2 separate regions of the Danio rerio genome follow, and region 1 is linked to region 2. The links are chromatin contacts, called in public HiCAR-type maps. All regions are on one chromosome and are shown on one strand. Each heading gives the region's core, a stretch centred on a gene start, on an enhancer-like site or on the middle of the called end of the contact. The rest is flanking DNA. Distances are from core to core; before and after follow the strand shown. Region 1 holds the start of tbx4 (T-box transcription factor 4). Region 2 holds the start of bcas3 (BCAS3 microtubule associated cell migration factor).

Evidence for each region. HiCAR-type assays count read pairs that join an accessible place to other places.
Region 1: a contact with region 2 is called in a HiCAR-type map of caudal fin, with 3 times the contacts expected there. The contact joins the promoter of tbx4 here to the promoter of bcas3 in region 2. A contact is called at or near these places in 5 of 18 Hi-C or Micro-C datasets (caudal fin, embryo, hematopoietic stem cells and 1 more) and 2 of 4 datasets of contacts at active chromatin or transcription factors (caudal fin and embryo).

What each region holds. Positions count from the first base shown.
Region 1 is chr15:29,871,357-29,875,680 of GRCz12tu, reverse strand. tbx4 (T-box transcription factor 4) reads right to left here and starts at 1,836. Exons shown (of 9, transcript NM_130914.2): 1 at 1,561-1,836.
Region 2 is chr15:29,436,790-29,440,665 of GRCz12tu, reverse strand. It overlaps bcas3 (BCAS3 microtubule associated cell migration factor), which reads right to left and starts at 1,892. Exons shown (of 24, transcript NM_200622.1): 1 at 1,836-1,892; 2 at 1,031-1,119; 3 at 784-838; 4 at 1-61. The coding sequence starts at 1,101. It overlaps ppm1da (protein phosphatase, Mg2+/Mn2+ dependent, 1Da), which reads right to left. Exons shown (of 6, transcript NM_201090.2): 6 at 3,563-3,876.

The DNA of each region.
Region 1 (4,324 bases), core at 587-3,086, 440 kb before region 2:
ATTGTGTGTTGGTCCTATTGTATATAGGCCTTATTTTCAGCACATGTTTGGTAAAGTAAACTCTTCTTTACTGTATATTAGGCAAATTTCTTTCCTCTGATTAAAATGCCCTTGATATTTTATCAGGTTACTAAGATTAATGTATTGTATTTGGTCTCTTTGCTGCACCAGTACTTAAATAGTTTTCTAAACCCTACATGTTATGAGATTTGTTATGAGCCACTAGACGATTTTGTATTCTAATTATAATGTTTTTTTTCTCTGACAGTCTTAAAAACAGGTCACATAAGGGTGTTTTGGGTACAATGCCAGAGAAGAGCCATTTTGCGTTCCAAAAAAAAAAAAAAAAACTTTTCAGTTCTTTATAAGCTTGGAAGGGAAAACAATTTTAAAATAAAAATATCAAGAACAAATGGTCTGCTACAAAAACCTTGAATTGAATGTGTCATGAATATTAAAGATTATTGTGGAACCACATGTCAACAAAGAATGTTTTTAATAAGTGATTTGATAGACAATATTATTATTGCTGTAGACTGAAAAAATGGTTCATTTTAAAATGTTACAAACAATAAGCTAATTATCCTAAAACAAATTAGTAAATCCAATAAGTATTTTTTATTTTTCATTGTTTTTATCCAACTTTTACGTAGCTACATCGAATTTTCGTTGTTATACTGACAAGTGCAACAAATAGAAAATTAATTATTAATCATAGATGTTGTTTATTGAATTATTTAATTTGTGTAGTGATACATGCCTGAAAATTATTTATTCATGAGGAAAACAAATTAATGTTTTCTCCGGCCTAAAAATAAAGAAACCAAAAAACGTTTATTTAAACAAACTGAAGTTTAAAATACTACATTGTGCCTACTTTTGCAAGCCACTTTTGTTTGATCATCAAGATATATTTCGTTTGCATATTAGCGTCTAAAACATTAAGTTGTTTGTCAGCGTTTACCAAACATTGTGCTGTTGCCATCCGAACGAATCAAGCTGATGCTTTGAGGCCTTAGGCGTACCTCCCTCCATCCATCGCGGCAAAAGTGATGACACGAACAAAAAGTAACTATATTTTCCTAAAATCAAATATAATCTTCTAACAACTCATTAAAAAATAGCAAAAACTCATATACAGGCCGCAGTGCTTTCTGTTGGTACAGCCTGGTCCAGATTTACACACAGCAGCGATCATATTTTAGCATAAACAGTAAATCGTACACCAGATCATATTTACAAGGAATTTTGACAATGCAAAATGATTACAACTGTATGCTCTTTTAAATAGTGAACTTAAAGAAAGCCGACTGACTAGTCTACTATTATTCTACTGTTTACTACGATCTTAAGACAATGTTAAAGAAAAGTATAGCCAAGGTTTTATTTATGAAGGACTGACGCCTTCTCGTTGATCACTTAATTTGATAAAGAAGGATAGATCAACTGCGTCTAATCGCATTACCGCCCTCCTAGCACACATATAAGTGTGGGTTCAGTCCGGTACAAGGATTTCAGGGCAGCATGATATGACCTACTGAAAACAAATTGTAATGTTACCTCATAAAATATTATGCTCTGAAATCCTCCATATCATTCCAGAACGCAGTAATTTGTCCACTTCGGCATTACAGCAGGAAGTTACGTCCCGGTGTGGCGTTGAGTCCAGTGCACTGGTAGCTGCTCAGCATCCCCTGTATCTGATCATGAGCTAACAGAGCTGTCTCTTCCCAAGAGTCTGCTTCTGTTCAAATAGCGCCGCGAGCCCCGTGCTTACAACGGTGAGTGTTCGTCTCAGAGGCAAATAGCCACTACGTGATGTTTTCTTGGAAACGGGGTATCCGTTGAACAGCTTGAATTGTTAAAACACTGGGGTGAATATCTTGGCTCATTCACTCAATTCCCTCCTTCCCCCCAGCGCCTCATCGCTGACGTTGCTTCAATAACACCAAACCCGAAACAACCCGATGCTCAGAGTTCACTCACACGACTCCAAACGAGCGCTCATCTCACGAGAAAAGCAAGTCTGTTCGTCGTAAAACATGAGTTGTAGCCTTTTTCTCGACCCCACATTGATAGTTTAAAACGTAGGTAAATTTCTCGACTGTTAGGTTAAAAAAGGTAAATTAAGAACATTTGAAATTGTGATTTTATTTAGTACGGCGAGAAATTAAGTTTCATGCACCTTAGGGAGCTTTAAAATTAAATATTATTTATATTAAGTATTTTTTTTAAACGGATTCTACATTGTATTGTATTCCTCACCCAGGTTTAGGCTAAACATTAGGTTATAAGCCTATAAATATTTGAATTTTCCACCCCAAAAAGTAGTATTTATTATTGCAGTTCGGATTTTTTAAAATCTGTCTGTCAGTATGTCTTTATACTGTCGCGTCAAACATTATAGACAATTGTTTAATTTTTCCAAATAAATAAAAAGGCAAATTTTTATTTAAATTAGCTCTAAATGCAAATAAGTCTATCCCTATGACAGTTTGATGATGTAAAATATTTAATCCTAAGATTTTACATCATCATCTGCATAAGTTTAATTTGTCGTCATTTCGATTTACCATTTATTAAGAATTTGAATCCTGCAATAATATTTTCTCTCTCTTTCTATGTGTAGTGTGTACTGATTGTAGAAAGTGCCATATCTGTTCATCCAAATAATATGATTGTTTTCAAACAAACATCATCATCACACAATATATAGCATCAGACATTATACTAAAATCCACCTGATTAGATCTTTCTTTCTTTGTTTTTTCATTTGTGATAAATATTTGAACAGGAATTCATTGTAGTTTCAAATTAGACAAAGGCGATTAATTTAAAAATCACCCTATTTTGACACAAACTGGTTGAGTGTCAGTCATGCGGGTTTTTTACCTTTATTTCACGATATGTCAATGTCAATCAATTTTGCTGTTTAAAAAGCTTCAATTTTTCGCTTATTTGTCCCGCTTGTTTAGGCCAATGCTCTCATGTTTAAATTTTGAAATCTGCTGAGGATTTCGTTTAAACGTCTTTGTATTTTCAGTGAAATATGGTTGCGGTTTTAAAGTAAATGGGTCGAAGCACGAGGCTGAAAGATCAATAAATCACCTGGAGGAGTTCGAGGGCCGTGGGAGCCTTGACTTATATCTACTGATGACATGACCAAATGAATGGCAGCAGCCAGAATAGCCGATGTCCTTTTCAGACCCGTTTGTCATTCCCGCCAATGTAGATTTCCAAACGGGTCATGTTATCAGATAAGAATAAACAGGAATATGGAAAGGCGGTTTTCTGTTGTTTATTATTATTATTATTATTATTATTATTATTATAAATTCCACAATTATTTTTATATAGGCCTTAGTCATGGGTGTAATGATGTGCATTTGGTTTGTTTGTTTTGCCTTGTTATTGACTAAATTGAAAGCAAATCGAGTTGAACGCAGTGGCTAAGCTTAGTATGTTCTTAGCCTAAGTATACATTTAAAAACGTGTTTGGTTAAATTTAAGTTAACAAAACATTTAAAGCAAAATGTTATTAAAATACATTATTAAATAAGCATTTCAATCAGACTAATTTTTCTTTCTGTGGAGAGTAAACTTCATTAATATTGTAGCCAATACTTTAGATGTGATCTGTAAAATATAATATTATCTAGAAATAATATTAACAAAGGCATATAGTAATAATAATAATAATAATAATAACGGACCATACTTTTCAAATACAACCTGTTTTCGGTATATTTAGCCTATATGTTGTTGTGTCCTCTTTAATGTTTGCTGTCAAACACAGGCAATGGATCGTCCCACTATAAAATACTTGTGTAAAAAAAACAATAATTTTAAACTTAATTATTTTAATGCAACATTTTAAGCCATACAAAAAAACAATTATATGATGCTAACCAAATCTTAAAATGTCTTATAATTTTTACGTGAAGGCCAAACTGATTTATTTATACGTATTTATTTATAAACTATTTATTTATAAGACTCAAATAAGTGAAACAACACTTTTTTTTGATGTTGTTGTTAATGGACTATACCAAAATTGGCTATGTAATTAGCCTATATACCATTTATATAAAAGAAGCATCTCGACACCAGACCACATTAATTGTTCAGTACAATGTAATAAAATGTAATTCTTGAACTTTTCTTAACGGTTTTCTAATTCCTCTGCTTATCTCGACAACCTGTCATAGAGTAAGCTAGAAACAAAATAAAGTGCTTAATATTTGTATTACTCCACAAATAATGCCGCCTAAGGCCTAATTCTGGAAACACCATTCTCAGGAGGAATAATAGTAATTTTAGGCAG
Region 2 (3,876 bases), core at 643-3,142:
TTTCAAAACGGACCCAAACTATTTTCTCTTTTTCATCATTTGGAGGTGCCCCAGTGTATGCCTGAAATTTCCAAGAAAGAGGCAGAGATATGACACTTGTTGTGATGTATAAATACTTCTAAGAACTAGGTTCACAGGTTCTTAAAAAATAAAATCTTCCTTCTTGAAAGTGAATGCACTGAAAACATTAATAAAAATTAAATCCTGCCAATGACTACAAATTTAAAAGAGTGATAGCATAATTTTATCTCTTGAATTTCTAAATGTATTCATAGAATAGAGAGCTTATAGCTTGTAACAGCAATTTATATATATATATATATATATATATATATATATATATATATATATATATATATATATATATATATATATATATATATATATGTGTGTGTGTGTGTGTGTGTGTGTGTGTGTGTGTGTGTGTGTTTGTGTGTGTGTGTGTGTGCAATTGTTAGCTTAGGTCAAAAGGTTGTGACTAAAAAGCCAGCCATCTCAGCATTGTTAGCAAGCCTATAAACTTGCAAATGCAAGAAATGAAGTTGCAAATCTAAAGGGGAAAAAATCTTAATTGCAGACTTTTTTATTAAATGCATATACTATTATATTGTATTTGAATCTTGTACATCTAACAGTTTTTTTTTCTCAAAATCTTGAAATTTTAAAATTCTACAAACCTTTCAGGAGAGAATTTTATTTTATCAACATGGACACCAAATTACATGAAACAAAAAAAGGTGAATTTCTAGTTTTGCAATCACAAAATTAAAGGAAAACAATTACCTGAGGTACTACATCCTGCAGGAAAGTAACTACACTCTCCATGTACGACTGCTCACTGAAAAAGAGTCAAACCAGTACTCATGATTAAAAACAGATATCTGAACAAGAAAATACCAGAGAATAAAATTACATATAAAAGCATGGGCAGGAATGTTCTTTTTTTACCATATCTTGCAACACATCTTAATATTTACAATCCTGAACACTGGATTTACACATTCAAAAAAAAGAGAGATTGTGTTCTTACGTTGCAGCCTGTGCTCGAACCACAACCCCACCAGCACAGCGGCTCGGTCTGCGTGGCGAGTCAGACGCCATGGTCAACCACTCAGTATCCTGTTGAAACAGAGTACATGGATTTATTATATTACAGCACACATCATTATTTTCACAAGATTATTACACTAAGCTTCACTGTAGGTACATCTCACATTAGAGCACAGTTTATCATTAATAAATATGGTCTCTGTATAACCCTACACTGAGAAGGTATAAAAGTAAATATGATAACTGCATCACTTCAAAATGGCAACACTTTGCAGATGAATGTAAACAAATGAAAACAAAGATGTGAATGGTTTGGATTCATCAGCACCATGGGCACATTTCTAATAAGAATTAATCATAAAAAGTTACAAACAGCCAACTTAAGACGACAAACATCTGTGTGGGATAAACAAAGCAAACTCTTCAAATTAACTCCAGCAGGTTTTACTAATAAACAGACTGTGATATACTACAAATAATATGTGTATGTCTCTTGGTTTAGTAACATTTTGCCATAAATGTTAAACAATTTATTGTGAGACGATGTCCAAGCAGATGTCAGAGTAACACAGCTGGCAGTTTTGTCCGTTCAAACATTTCATCATATCAACTATCTCCCACTCTGTCTGTTAGCTTAGCCAATACCGCTATCTGTCATTACAACGCTTCAAAGACAATAAACCAAACAATGACAATAACTTATATCACTTCCTGAAATAAATTCCTATAAATTGTATAACTGAAATGTAGCGTTGGGTATGTAATTAAGCGACATTTGTACTGACCAGAGGCTTTGTGTTTTCAGAGCAACGGAGGTCCTCACAAAACGCCACAGTGAAGCTGACATGCAGCGGAAACAACAAAGACTTTGGCCAATCGGAAATGAGTGTAGGGACCGAGTAGCCAATGAAGTTAAGCTAGAGGCGGGCGCTTGGGCATTTCTGACCAATCATGGATGACGGGAGATTTTAAGGTTTTTTTGTTCGTTAACGAATCTGACGAGGTTGTTCAAATTAACCTCCACATCAACATGCAATGTTTTAAAAAACTTTGGTTTGGTTCGCGTTCATACGAGCATATCTACATCTGAAAATGTGCAAAAGTCTTAATAAACCCTCATGTTGCATCAGGTCACGTTGGTGTGTTTATTTACATCGAAATATCGCGTGACGACCACCCGCCGAGATACTTCGTTCATTTCCGTCTTCTTTCGGAAAACGAGGCTTTTTTGGCATAAAAAAAACATAAATGGATATGACTTGGTGCAAAGATGCCCAAACCAGGGCCCGCGGGCGAAAGTTGGCCCACGGTAACATTTGATTTGGCCTATATTTTACAGTCTATGGTTTGGCCCGCCATCCCATCTGAGAATGGTTTAGAGTAGAGATTGTCATTTTTAAATGTAATGTACCCTATTATTTGTTTGTTTTATTGTTAAGCTACAAAAGCCATCTAAAAATAAATGTTTTAATCTAAATGGTTTATATTAAACAGATTTAGTTTAAAATGTATGAACAACAGATAGAGGACAATGTAAAGACTTCAGTGAGTGAATTAAGGCGAAGGAAGATTCTGCTTGACTAGTGTATTCGACATTGAACTCCACTGTTATAAATATGATTCTTTTTTTTTTTTTATTGGAATAAGTTATTTTGGGGTTTTGTTCACCAGTGAGGGAAGAATAGAACGTGAGACTGACCAGCGGATTGGTGCAGCGGCAGCAGTAATGCAGTCAATGTACCGGTTGGTTGTGGTAAGAAAAGGAGCTAAGCTTAAAAGCAAAGCTTTCAATTTACCAGTCAATCTACATTCCTATTCTCACCTATGGTCATGAGCTTTGAGTCATAATCGAAAGGACAAGATCTCGGATACAAGCGGGCACACTCTTAGAGATAGGGTGAGGAGCTCGGAGTAGAGCCACTGTTCTTCCACATTGAGAAAAGTCAGCTGAGGTGGCTCGGGTATCTGTTTCGGATTCCTATTGACACCAACCTTGGGAGGGGTTCCAGGCATGTCCCACCGGAAGAAGGCCTCAGGGAAGACCCAGGACAGCTGGAGGGACTATGTCTCTTGGCCAGCCTGGGAACGCCTCAGGATCCCCCCGGAGGAGCTGGAGGAAGTGTCTAGGCAGAGGGAAGTCAGGGGTTCTCTGACTGCTGCCCCCGCAACCCGCCCATAGAAAAGCGTTAAAAATTGAATGATGAATGAAAAGTTATACTGTGTTAGTTAAAACAATTCAAAGTATTTTTTTCTATTTATTTTTTTATAATATAAAAAAAATTAAACAAATTAGGAAATTACCCTTGGCAACTTTAATGTAAAATGGTTTGGTATATTTATTTTCAGCCTACGGCTAACAAATGAGATTTGATTTTTGGACCTTTATATGAAACAGTTTGGGCACCCCTGACTTAATGGTTGTCCACATTAAAGAATTACTTTTAATGATTTAAATGAATAATATAAAAAAAACTCAGATGTAAACATGGGAACAGATATTTCATATCTTCAATACATCCTATGTTTTTATTGACGAAAACGTTTTTTTTTTTTTATTGACCTGTTTAGCATAGCAGCACCTTCAGTTTAGAATGACACTTACTCCCATCAGAGAGACAAAAACAATGTTAATGAAATCCGTGGAAACATTAAAATAACTGTTTAAAATGCATAATTCATAAAGTTCATGCTCACATTCTACATTAATATTAAACCTTATGACACAGGGTTAAGATATCAGTGAACACTACAAATGATTTACCGTTCTCCTTGTCAATTAAAACCATGTACAAATACAACCAATAGCATTGATCCCAAAAACTATTT